2 separate regions of the Sus scrofa genome follow, and region 2 is linked to region 1. The links are chromatin contacts, called in public Hi-C maps. All regions are on one chromosome and are shown on one strand. The core of a region is the stretch at or near the end of the contact, and the rest is flanking DNA. Distances in the headings are between cores, read along the strand shown.

Region 1 (5,999 bases), core at 1,237-3,736:
TTTAGTCTATTTGCCTTTTCTAGGGCCGCTTCCGAGGCATATGGAGGTTTCCAGGCCAGGGGTCCAATCGGAGTTGTAGCCACCAGCCTTCCCCAGAGCCACAGCAACGCCAGATCCCCAACCCACTGAGCAAGGCCAGGGATTGAACCCGAAACCTTATGGTTCCTAGTCAGATTCGTTAATCACTGAGCCATGATGGGAATTCCTCTTTTTATTTTTTTTAATGATTTTTATTTTTTTCCATTGTAGCTGGTTTACAGTGTTCTGTCAATTTTCTACTGTAAATTCAATTTCTAATACTGCTGCAACTGGTCAAAGAACAGGCTTAAGTATCTTCCTCACACAACCAATTACACATTTTAACTCTTTTTCTTCTATTGTTTGTATCTGCTGCAACTTTTCGTTTATGATAGAATAAAATGCCCTTTTCCTAAACTCCTCCTATTCCTTAAAGATTTCCAACTAAAGTGATTGAATATAACAAAGTAGTATGCTTTCCATCTAATGCGAGAGAAAAAGAAAACACTCCGTCTGGGTAGAAATTGATAATTAGCCATATCCAATTCCTGGACATCTGGCTTTTAAAAGAAACTAAACATAGTAATGTCTTTTTCCCAGGGCATTCTTTTACCAAAAATGCTATTTATTCTTTTGGTCTTTGAAAGCATAACATTGATGCAGTTTTAAATATCAATTTACCAAAGATCTGTCTCACTTTTTTTCATAGTACCATACATAGTGTTATGTATTTATTGTAGAAAATTTGTAAACTATAGAGAATTGTAAGAAGGAAAAAAAAAAATCTCACCATCCAAGGTAATTTTTCACATTTTGATGACTATCTTTTCCAGATTTGACTTTAAAAATGAAAGGAATTTCAGAATAACATTCTTCCCCTCAACAATAAATCCTAACAACAAAGGAATATTTTAATGAATGAAATTTAATAATGAACATCAAACCATTTATTCCATTGAAATCCACATCCATTTCCTCATACAGTTTGAGGTGTAGTTGATGACACTGACATTTTAGCCCTGATCACCAGTCTGAATAGCTCCGGGAAAAAACCCATAAGGCTAAAGCAGTCCCGGCAGCATATTGAGGATAGTGGGGCTCAGGGAAACACCATATGTTTGCACCCACTTTCCCTTTGTGCTGCAACTGCTGCTCCAGAATTTGTTGTGGGGGAGGGGTTCATAGCCTTGCACTTGGATCGTTAACAAGCTGGAGCCCACTCAAACAAGTGCTGGAGAACTGACAGTTAAATGTCAGGAATTTTGTGAACTGGTTCTTGAACATGTTCATTATTAAAAAATTAAACAATGTAAACTTTTGATTAAATGAATTATATTCCAAGAAAAGGTCATAAATACTCAAAACTCATCATTTTCAATCATTTTACATAGGCAATCTTGCTATTGCCTATGTTGCTGAAGCTATTTCCATCTACTATATCTGCACAGTAGAACAGGAGGTAATGGTTGCTGGGGCACATCTCTTTGTAACTCTGCGTCCTGTGACTGCAACTGGTAGTTTGGAATTGTCCAGGGTGAGCGTATTTAAACTATGGAAAGAGAAGAATACTCCAAATGTGGGCTCTATATTTAGTGTTTTGTTGACTGTATAGTGATGGAGAAAATGTAAATACTGGTGTACTGTTGTGGTTCAGTGGAAACGCATCTGACTAGTATCCATGAGGATGCGGGTTCCATCCCTGGCCTTGTTCAGTGGGCTAAGGATCCACTGTGGCAGTGAGCTGTGGTGTAGGTTGCAGATGCAGCCTGGATCTGGCATTGCTGTGGCTGTGGTGTAGGCCAGCGGCTACAGCTCCAATATGACCTCTAGCCGGGAACCTCCATATGCCGTGGGTGTGGCCCTAAAAAGACAAAAAAAAAGAGGAAGAAAAAAATGTTAATACTATAGATTAAATTAAAAATATGTCATGTCTATAACCGCTACATTGTCAATAGCACAAAGTTCAAAGAACTATTCCTCCAGTATTCACAAACTATTATCCAATTCATCCAAGTCAATCATGTCACTGATGAATGAGTCAAGTTCCAACACATATCTTCATGTTTCACTTTTATCTTAACCGTTAATGTCAATGAAAACATCAGCCAAAATTCTTGTCAATACACACTTGTTTGTTATTTACAATGGGATATTGGTTACGGATACAAAAGTTCAACAAAAATCAGTGAAGCATTCGATAGGAATCAATTGGCTATATGGAAGTCACACTAAAGGATAATGTACAATTTATTATTATTTAGAAAGTATATGTTCAATGCTCTTTATATCAGTAGAATTTAAAATAAATCTGTGCATGTGTGTGTGTGTTTCAGAGCACCAGTTGTTAATCATTTATTAATACATTATTGATCAAAGCAAGTTCTACCCTTTGCCCCATTCACCATAGTGTCCAGCAGATCCCTTTCAGCTAAGCACAGACTGATAAATAAATAGGAAAAAGAAGTGAAAGAAAAGAGCTGGAGGGATAGCAGAAAAGGGAGGAAGAAAAAGTTTTCACTGTCTTGTGTTTCATCTTCAGCCAATGGCTGTCTACCAGAAAGGAGACAAACCATTACACAACCCTAGTGACCTGGAGTCACAAACATGTGTGGGATTAGCTAATGTGTGGGGGAGAGCTAAGGAGCCAGGAGTCAGTAATCCATCAACAGTAATCACACTGACTCTGGGTCAGAAGTTGTTTTAGGTTTTTCTTTCTTTTTTGTTACTAACATTTAAAAAATTGAGGTATAGGCATTCCCTTCATGGCTCATTGGTTAACAAACCCGACTAGTATCCATGAGGATGCGGGTTCAATCTCTGGCCTTGCTCAGGGTAAGGATCCAGAATTGCTGTGAGCTGTGGTGTAGGTTGCGGATGCGGCTCGGATCCCGAGTTGCGGTGGCTATGGTGTGGGCTATCAGCTGTAGCTGTGATTCGACCCCTAGCCTGGGAACTTCCATATGCCATAGGTGCAGCCATAAGAAAAAAAAATGCAAAAAAGAAAAAAATTTGAGGTATAATTTATACACAGTAAAATTCACTGTATAGTTCTAAGAGTTTTGACAAGTACATATAGTCATGTAATTACCACTGCAACCAAGATACAGAACTTTTCCATCATACCCCCAAATACACTTGAGTATCTCCAGCTGCTGGTAACCACCAATGTTTCCTGTGCCTCTTGTTTTGTTTTCCAGAATGTCATTTAGAAGGACTCATACAGTATGCAGCATTTTGAGTCTAGCTACTCTCACTTAGCTTAATGTTCTAGAGAGTCCCTCATGTTGTTGCATGTATCAGCAGTTCTTTTCTTTTTCTTTTTTCTTTTTGCTTTTTAGGGCTGCACCCTGGGTATATGGAAGATCCCAGGCTAGGGGTCGGATTGGCCTACACCACAGCCACAGCAATGCGGGATCCGAGCCGTGTCTGTGACTACACCGCAGCTCATGGCAATGCCGGATCCTCACCCCACTGAGGAAGGCCAGGGATAGAACCCACACCCCCCTGGATCCTAGTCTTGTTCGTTAACCGGTAAGCCAAGAAGGGAAATCCAGTTCTTTTCCTCTCTTTTCTTTTTTTCTTTTTCTTTTTTTTTTTAGGGATGCACCTAGGGGTCTAATCGGAGCTGTAGCCGCCGGCCTACGCCACAGTCAAAGCAACACAGACTACGAGCGAGTCTGCAACCTACACCACAGCTCATGGCAACAGCGGATCTTTAACCCACTGAACGAAGTCAGGGATCGAACCCACAACCTCATGGTTCCTAGTCAGGTTCGTTTCTGCTGCGCCACAATGGGAACTCCTCTTTTTTTCTTTTTAAGGCCACACCCATGGCATATGGAAGTTCCCAGGCTAGGGGTCGAATCCAAGCTGCAGCTGCCAGCCCACACCACAGCCGCAGAAACACGGGATCCAAGTCCTGTCTTCAACCTACATCACAGCTCACGGCAACGATGGATCCCTGATCCCAGCCAGGGGTTGAACCCACATCCTCATGGATACTAGTCGGATTCACTTCTCCTGTGCCACAATGGGAACTCCCAGTAGTTCATTTCTTTTTTTGCAGTATACAGATTGCAGGATACCGTACCACTGGTTGTTTTCAGTGTAGAATGATTGTGAAAAATTCTACTTGTTTGTTTACTTATTTGCTTAAAGACTTTTGGGGGGAACAGATTTAGGTTCACAACAAAACTGACAGGAAGGCACAGAGATTTTCCACATATCCCCAGAATGCCCCATACATGAATAGCTTTCCCCATTATCAGTGTCACTCACCAAAATGGTACATGCATTTAAAATTTTTTTATTGAAATATAGTTGATTTACAATGTTGTGTTAGTGTCAGGTGTACAATAAAGTGATTCAGATATCAGGATATATATGCATATTCTTTTTTAAGTTCTTTCTCATTATAGGTTATTATAAGATATTGAATATAATTCCCTATGCTATACAGTAGGCCCTTGCTAATTATTTATTTGATTTATAGTAGTATGTATATTTTCACCCCAAACTCCTAATTTATCCCTCCCCTCCCTTTTCCCCTTCGGTAACCACAAATTTATTTTCTATTTTGTATTCCCCTCGGCAATGAGTAAGAGTTCCCATTGCTCTACATCCTTGCCAACATTTGGTGCTGTTGGAGATCCAGATTTGGGTCTTTCTAATAGGTGATAGTGGCATTTTTTTTTTTAATGGAGTTTAGAGAATTCTTTACATATTCTGGATCCAAGTCTTTCAATTGATAAGCATTCCACAAATATTTTCTCTCAGGCTGTAGCTTGTATTTTCATTTTAGCATGTCTTTTAAAGAGAAGTTTCAAATTTTGAAGTCCAAATTATCAGGTTTTTTTTTTTTAATAAAGCAAGTTTTTGTTGTTGTATCTAAGAAACCTTACCTAATCCAAGTTCACAAAATCATTCTCCTATGATTTCATCATAAAGTTTTATAGTTTATAGGTGGTACATTTATGTCTATGATCTATTTTTGCACCTAGAACAAAATAAGGGTAGAGGTTCCTTTTTTTGGTTGAATGTGGGTGTTGCAAATCGCTCCAGCACTATTTATTGAAGGGACTATTCTCTCATCATTGAATTATCTTTGCGCTTTTGTTGAAAATCAATTGAAACATGTATGTATATGGGTGGTGTTGGAATTTTAAACTAAGACCTTCTATGTCATGGGCTATGGACTATCCTTTTGCGGGATGGAAAGGGATAATTCACAGGGATACAGGCACCATCCTCACCAGTTCCCAGGATTTAGTACATTCTTGAGGCAGGAAGCTTGGAGGAAGGCTCAGGCCTAGGCTTGTTCTTTCTTGAAATGGAGGCAAGGGGAAGGCAGGGAGGTGCTGAGAAAGAGACATTATTTCTTTTCACTCTAGTGACCGGAATAAAAGGCTTAAATGAAAAAAATATATATTTTTAAAAATTTCTCCAATACATTACTTTTTTTTTCTACTGTACAACATGGTGACCCAGTTACACATACATGTATACATTCTTTTTTTCTCACATTACCATGCTCCATTGTAAGAAGAAAAATTATTACTGAGGCAAGAAATGCCTTCTATTTCAGGGCTCTGTCTTTCCTCCTAAACTAGTTCTCCACCCTCAACACAGAGACACTGACACACACACAGACACACACACAACCTAGTGTTATTAATCTCCTATTCTGAGGCAGGAGAGAGGTCAGTTATCTTTGTAAAAATACGTTATGCTGGGATGTAGAATGGAGGTCATTTAAAAATACAATGGCTTTGGAATTCCTGTTGTGGCACAGTGGAAACGAATCCGACTAGGAACTGCAAGGTTATGGGTTCGATCCCTGGCCTAGCTCAGTGGTTAAAGATCTGGCATTGCCTTGAGCTGAGCTGTAGGTCACAGACGAGGCTCGGATCTGGCGTTGCTGTGGCTGTGGCGTAAGCCGGCAGCTGTAGCTCCTATTAGATCCATAGCCTGGGAACCTCCAT
Region 2 (5,999 bases), core at 2,382-4,881, 78 kb after region 1:
GAAGTTTTCTTATTGGTCCATGGCCTCTTACACCTTCATCTCTACATGCGTGCTCTCCGTTCAGTCTGTAAATATTTATTAAGCCCTTCTAAAAATGTGCCAGCCCCACTTCAAAGCTTTAGAGATACTGTAGTGAGCAAGACAGGCAGTGTCTATTGTCTGGGGATACAGAGTGAGGAGAGAAACGTAACCAGCCTCGAATAATAAAGAAAAACTCAGATCCTTTCTCTTACACCTCACTCTCCAATCCCCAAGTTATGACTATTTTTAGGACTTTGGTGTATATCCTATAACATTTTGATGCATTTTTAGATATACAAATGTACACACAGAAATATGCAATGTATTCACATAAATGCCACACAGAAAATATCCTGCAACTTTCTTATTTTATCCAACAATAAGTCTTGAAGTTATTTTCATGTCAGCATAAATAAATCTCTTTATTTCAGCTATACAGTATTCCAGCACGGAGGACACATTTCTTTCGCCAGTACCTTGACATCCTCTTGGGAAACCACTTCCCATACTCTTTCCTCACGTGGCTGATAAAAGCTCCCCTTTTTCCCTTCAGGACTAGGACTGTGATCCATATCGGGTCAATTAGCACCACCGGAATGGTGTGCCCCGTCTGGGCCAATGAACTCAGACTTTGGCTGGATGCTGAGCTAATGGTCTCCTCTTGCATTTGTGTCTACAACCTGTGGGTCTGGAACATTCCAGGAGCCACTTCCATCACTTCCAGCAGTCTTTTCCAGAGAGTACTCTGGGACTTGATTTCATCTCACAGTGTGAGCAGAGGTGTGGCAGGGGCTTAAGCAGTGGGGCTTGCCATCTCATATTCCTGCATTTCCTTATTTTAAGGACACTTTACAATTGCTGGCTCACAGAGAGTATTACATTTTGCTTGTCAGGTTGGTTTTAGATTTTTTTAAAATAAATCTTATTACTTCTCTTATATGGAAACTGGCACATTGCCTTGTAATTATCTATGTACTTATCTGCCTCTCGACTAGACTCCTTATAGATAAATAGTAACTAATTACCGGTCTGGCTGGCACTTGGTTGTTACTCATAAATGTTTGTTGAATCACTAACTAAATTAGAGGTTGACCTCGCATTCACCTTTCCTGGATGGTTCCAGAGAGTCCAGTGCTTTGCCATGCACAGAGTTGATGTAAGACCTTGTGATAGATTAAATTATCATAGAGCAAATATTTACTTTTCCCACTAGGATTCGACAAAAAACTGTATTATTTCCCCTCCCTTGACCTCTGTTTTAGTTACTTCTTTTTGTCACACTTAGTGGATGAAGTGTGAGCAGAGGTGTGGCAGGGGCTTAAGCAGTGGGGCTTGCCATCTCATATTCCTGCTTTTCTCCCTGAGAAGAGGCTGCCTCAGGTAGATGCTGGTTTGAGGATGAGAGACATGTGCAGGAGATCTGCACCCAGTCAGTATCTTGGAGCCTAGTCCAGCCTAGATAAATTGCACTCCAGCTTACCCACAGGTGTGTAGGGGAGTGAGAAGGAGATGCTTATTGCTGTCTGCCACTGAGATCTGAGTGGTTTGTCATGCAATATTGTTGAGGCAGTAGCTTACTGAACTACCCTACCCAAATGCTTCTCCTTTTTTTTTTTTTTTTTTTTTTTTTACGGCCACACCCTAGGCTAGGGGTCTAATCAGAGCTTCAGCCTCAGGCCTACACCACAGTTACAGTAACACTGGATCCAAGCCATATCTGCAACCTATGTTGCGGCTTGTGGCAATGCCGGGTCCTTAACCTACTGAGCGAGGCCAGGGATCAAACCCGCGTCCTGATGGACCCAATGTCAGGTTCTTAACCTGCTGAGCCACAGTGGCAACCTTCCCCAAGTGCTTCTTATGAATGAGATTCTTGAGCCCCACCGTAGACCTAATAACTGATCATCTCTAGGGTGTTTTTAGAAATCTGAATTTTACCAAAATTTTCAGGAGTCTTAAGCTTACTACTGGGCATCAGTATTTATCACCCTGCTATTTCCATCAATGTGGAAAGAGCAGTAGGTTAGCACCCACAGAGCTGCAACATTTACCTACAAAAAACTGAGAAATGTGGGTCTGTAGAGAAGCCAGGAAACAAAATTTTCTCACTGAATCATTTAATTAAAAGTGTGGGAATTTAGAAACTTAAAGGCTTCTTGAGGCGATTTATAAACATAGCACTTCTCAAAAAGCTATCCTTTCACACGGGTGCCCATTTAACACCCCCTATTTAAATCTGAATAAGTTAAAATTAATTGGCCTGCAGAACATTAATAACAACATAATATTAATTAAACTTGTACTTAGTAGGCCCTTTTCCATCAGGAAGACAATGGAAAAATAAAATATGCCAAAGAGCTTCCAGCTTAGTTAGGCATTTCTCCTCCATGTGCAGAGAAGGGCATTTGGGAGTTTTAAGAAAAATAAGTGATATGGCATATATCCCGACAAAACTTTCATTCAAAAAGATACATGCACCTTCTTCACTGCAGCACTATTCACAATAGCCAAGACATGGAAACAACACAAATGTCCATTGACAGATGAATGGATTGAGAAGATGAACTACATATACACAATGGAATATTATTCAGCCATAAAAAATGACAAATAATTTCATTTGCAGCAACATGGATGCAAATAGAGATTCTCATACTAAGTGAAATAAGCCAGAAAGAGAAAGACAAATACCATATAATATTGCTTACCTGTGGGATATAAAATATGGCACAGATGAGCCTATCTACGGAACAGAAATAGACTCACAGACATGGAGAACAGACTTGTGGTTGCCAAGGGGGAGGGAGTGGGATGGACTGGAGTTTTGGGGTTAGTAGATGCAAACTATTACATTTAGAATGGATAAGAAATGAGGTGCTATTGTATAGCACAGGGAACTATATCCAATCACTTGTGATAGAACATGATAGAAGACAATATGAGAAATAGAAGATACTATGAGAAAAAGAAAAAACAATTTCTGTACAGTAGAAATGACAGAAACACTGTAAATCAATTAAAGTAAAAATTTTTTTTAAAAAGTGACACAGTTCTTGGGTTCCTGCCTTCCATATGCTTCCATGGGATGACTTCTGTCATTTCTGTAGGCACCCAATCACGTCTCTCACCATTTGTTCTCTTTGGAACCCACCTTGATTCCTGTCTTATGAGAGTATCCCTTTTGGTCACAAGACAAAACACTCTCTTTCCTCAACCTTGAATTCACCTCAATGTTCCTGCCCCAAGTTTCCTCCTCAGTGTACAGTATCCTGCCCGGAAATTCCACTACTCAGCAACTAAACAGGTGACCAAACTTGTGAATTCAGGGCCTGCATTTAGTGTCCTAGTTCTACCTGGCCAGGAGCAATGACCATGAACAAGAAATTTCATAATGGACTTTCAAGGTCATGAGATCCATGGCTTGAGAAAGCATTTTCAGTAGTAGCTAGAATAGGAACTTCGAAATCTGCAGGAAGTCTCACTCTGTGATTATTGTGTGGCAGGAGCTAAGTATTGATTTGTGTTATTTGCTCACCTGAAGCTCCCTTGCTAACCTCGGGGAATGGGTGACTCAAGTAACCTTTGGTCACTGAAAACAGAGCACATGATACACTTTTTTTCTCCTGACAATATAATATCATGTACCTAGTAAATTGCCCTGTGCCTTTCCTGACAATACTAACCAGGGTTTTGCCCTGTGAGACTTAACTTCTGTAAGAGACAGCTAGGCACATATCATGATGTCATCCTTATTATCTTACATGAACAATTCCTAACAGCATCAAATGTTGTGAAATATAAGCATTTCTAGAAAAAGAATTGTGCACTGGATGTGTTTTTTTTCTACCTGGAGTGTCCTCAAAAATATTTCACAATCGTTACTAGGGGAACAGAAACAGTAAGTTTATGGGCCGAACATCTCTGTAATTTTAGGTCTTGGATGAACTGGTATCACTTGGCAGTTCTAGTCTCATTATGGAGAAGTCCCATGATCGAGCATTCAAGAACTGCTAACAGGAGTTCCTGTCATGGCTCAGCAGAAACAAATCTGACTAGTATCCATGAGGATGCCGGTTGGATCTCTATCTTCGATCAGTGGGTTAAGGATCTGACCTTGCAGTGAGCTGTGTTATAGGTTGCAGATGTTGCTCAGATCTGGCAATACTGTGGCTGTGGCATATGCTGGCAGCTGCAGTTCCGATTGGACCCCTAGCCTGGGAACCTCCACATGCCATGGGTTCAGCCCTAAGAAGACAACAAAAACAAAACAAAACAAAAACCACCAACAGTGATCCACATGGCATGGCTTAGGGAAGCTCACATTCCCAGCTGGATCAGCTCCTGGGTGATGGTCTAGAATTGGAATCATCACTGCCATTTGTCCTCAGGGGCAGATCCTACAGGTATCCTACCCAGATCTTATTTCTCTAGGCTAGGCTCCCAACCCACTCCATTTGCTGCTTCTCAAAGCAGCTCACAGCTGCCTCTTTCTTTGGCACCTGTCCTTAGCCATTGGGAGCACCCTTATCCCTAGAAGCCAGGGAGGTTATGAGCCCCCTCCATGGGGGGATGGCCTGTGACCCATGACTGACTGATAGGGAGTGCCATAAAGCTCACCCCCGTTGCCTCAGGCAGAGGAGACTGTGGGACAATTCAGGCTCTAGAATTCCCCATGAGATGAGGCTGAGGCTAGACGTCTTCTGAAACAACATCTTTTCCTAACAATTTCCCTTCCCCAATTCTGCTGCCCTCACTCCCTTACAGGTTTTACCCAGGATTACTTTCTCACTCTGTCCACAAAATGCTTACACAAGAATTTCAGTCTCAGGTGTCACTCCCAAGGAGTGTATCCTATGACACCTTTCCAAATAGGGTGAGAAAAATATTCCCGAACAGTATATAACTATTGAGAACAAGGTGGCTGAGTTGCAAACACTAGTTAAAAACCCTCGGATGCACTTAAATAGCACGTGAAATATAAAAAGCTGCCAATTGGGCAGATGTTATAATAAACATCAATCTGGTTGCAATGTTCACAGACAGACGTCTTCATTTATGTTTGAATGGACATCGCTTAAAAGCCAGCAGCGCTGCAAATAGGAACTCATCTTTTATGTGAAAGTTATAGCTATTAGCCACTGGAAAATTCACCTCTGACAGCGGGCTGGGAAAGAAGGCAAGTCACGTGTCATGCTCACACATTTAGATAAAGATGGAGCAACAAGAGAATTGTCAGGAATGAGTGACATCGACAGTATCATCATCACCATCATCATCAAATAACTGATAATGTTCATCCCAGGTAGGGTACCAGGCATTTTATCCAAAGGCCTGGTTATTTTCTATGAACACCATTTGAGTGTGATTCAGCAAAGGCATGTGTCTCTACAGCTGCAAAATAGTTCTATGACAGTGGAAAACTGCTACCAGGGCTGGAGTATCTTCCTCTGAATGAGAGCTCAGTCCTTGCCTTTTTGAAACATTTAAGGTAATCATCCCTTCCATATTGTAAAGGCCTTTCTCCTTTTCATCCCAAGCATTTTTAGTTGCTTTCTTTAATGCTTCAATTCATGTACCACCTGTTCACTAGAAGCTGTGCTTTTAGCTAAGCTACTAAAAGCAAGAAAGCATTAATCAAACATTAGCACTTTTTGGAAGTCAAGTGTAATCTAGAAATGGCAGACGGTGAAATCTTGACAATAATTACCTCTCATCTTTTGAGGGGGAAGCTCATTTGCCTGGGATATCTACACTCTTTGGCAGCTTCCCTTGTTCCCACAGCTGGAATTCTGAATTTTTAGATATGTGTTCCAGCTTCCTTTGAGAAACTGGGGACACGCAGAAATTTAGTAATTGGTTATACGTCCCAGAGCAAGGCATATGTGTGCACCCTGTCTTAACAATGTCAAGGTGTTGGTAATAAACTTGCACGGGCAGGGAGTTGGCAGGGCTTGTGTATCTGGGCACCAACCCATCAC

The links. Hi-C and Micro-C count contacts between places; a contact is called where the count stands out from the background.
Region 2: a contact with region 1 is called in a Hi-C map of liver, with 3 times the contacts expected there. The contact joins two enhancer-like sites. A contact is called at or near these places in 1 of 5 promoter capture datasets (liver) and 6 of 47 Hi-C or Micro-C datasets (embryonic fibroblasts, liver and skeletal muscle).

What each region holds. Positions count from the first base shown.
Region 1 is chr2:117,045,130-117,051,128 of Sscrofa11.1, forward strand. All of the region lies in intron 5 of LOC106509522 (a long non-coding RNA gene), which reads right to left. Among named protein-coding and RNA genes, the nearest start is that of APC, 63 kb to the left of the region's middle. Within about 2 kb of position 2,487, at least 3 of the 83 cell types and tissues checked have an H3K27ac peak or open chromatin away from gene starts, as enhancers often do. A contact at or near this core is called in liver, where this site is marked.
Region 2 is chr2:117,122,475-117,128,473 of Sscrofa11.1, forward strand. The region is part of intron 3 of LOC106509522 (a long non-coding RNA gene); the gene reads right to left. Among named protein-coding and RNA genes, the nearest start is that of EPB41L4A, 110 kb to the right of the region's middle. Within about 2 kb of position 3,632, at least 9 of the 83 cell types and tissues checked have an H3K27ac peak or open chromatin away from gene starts, as enhancers often do. A contact at or near this core is called in liver, where this site is marked.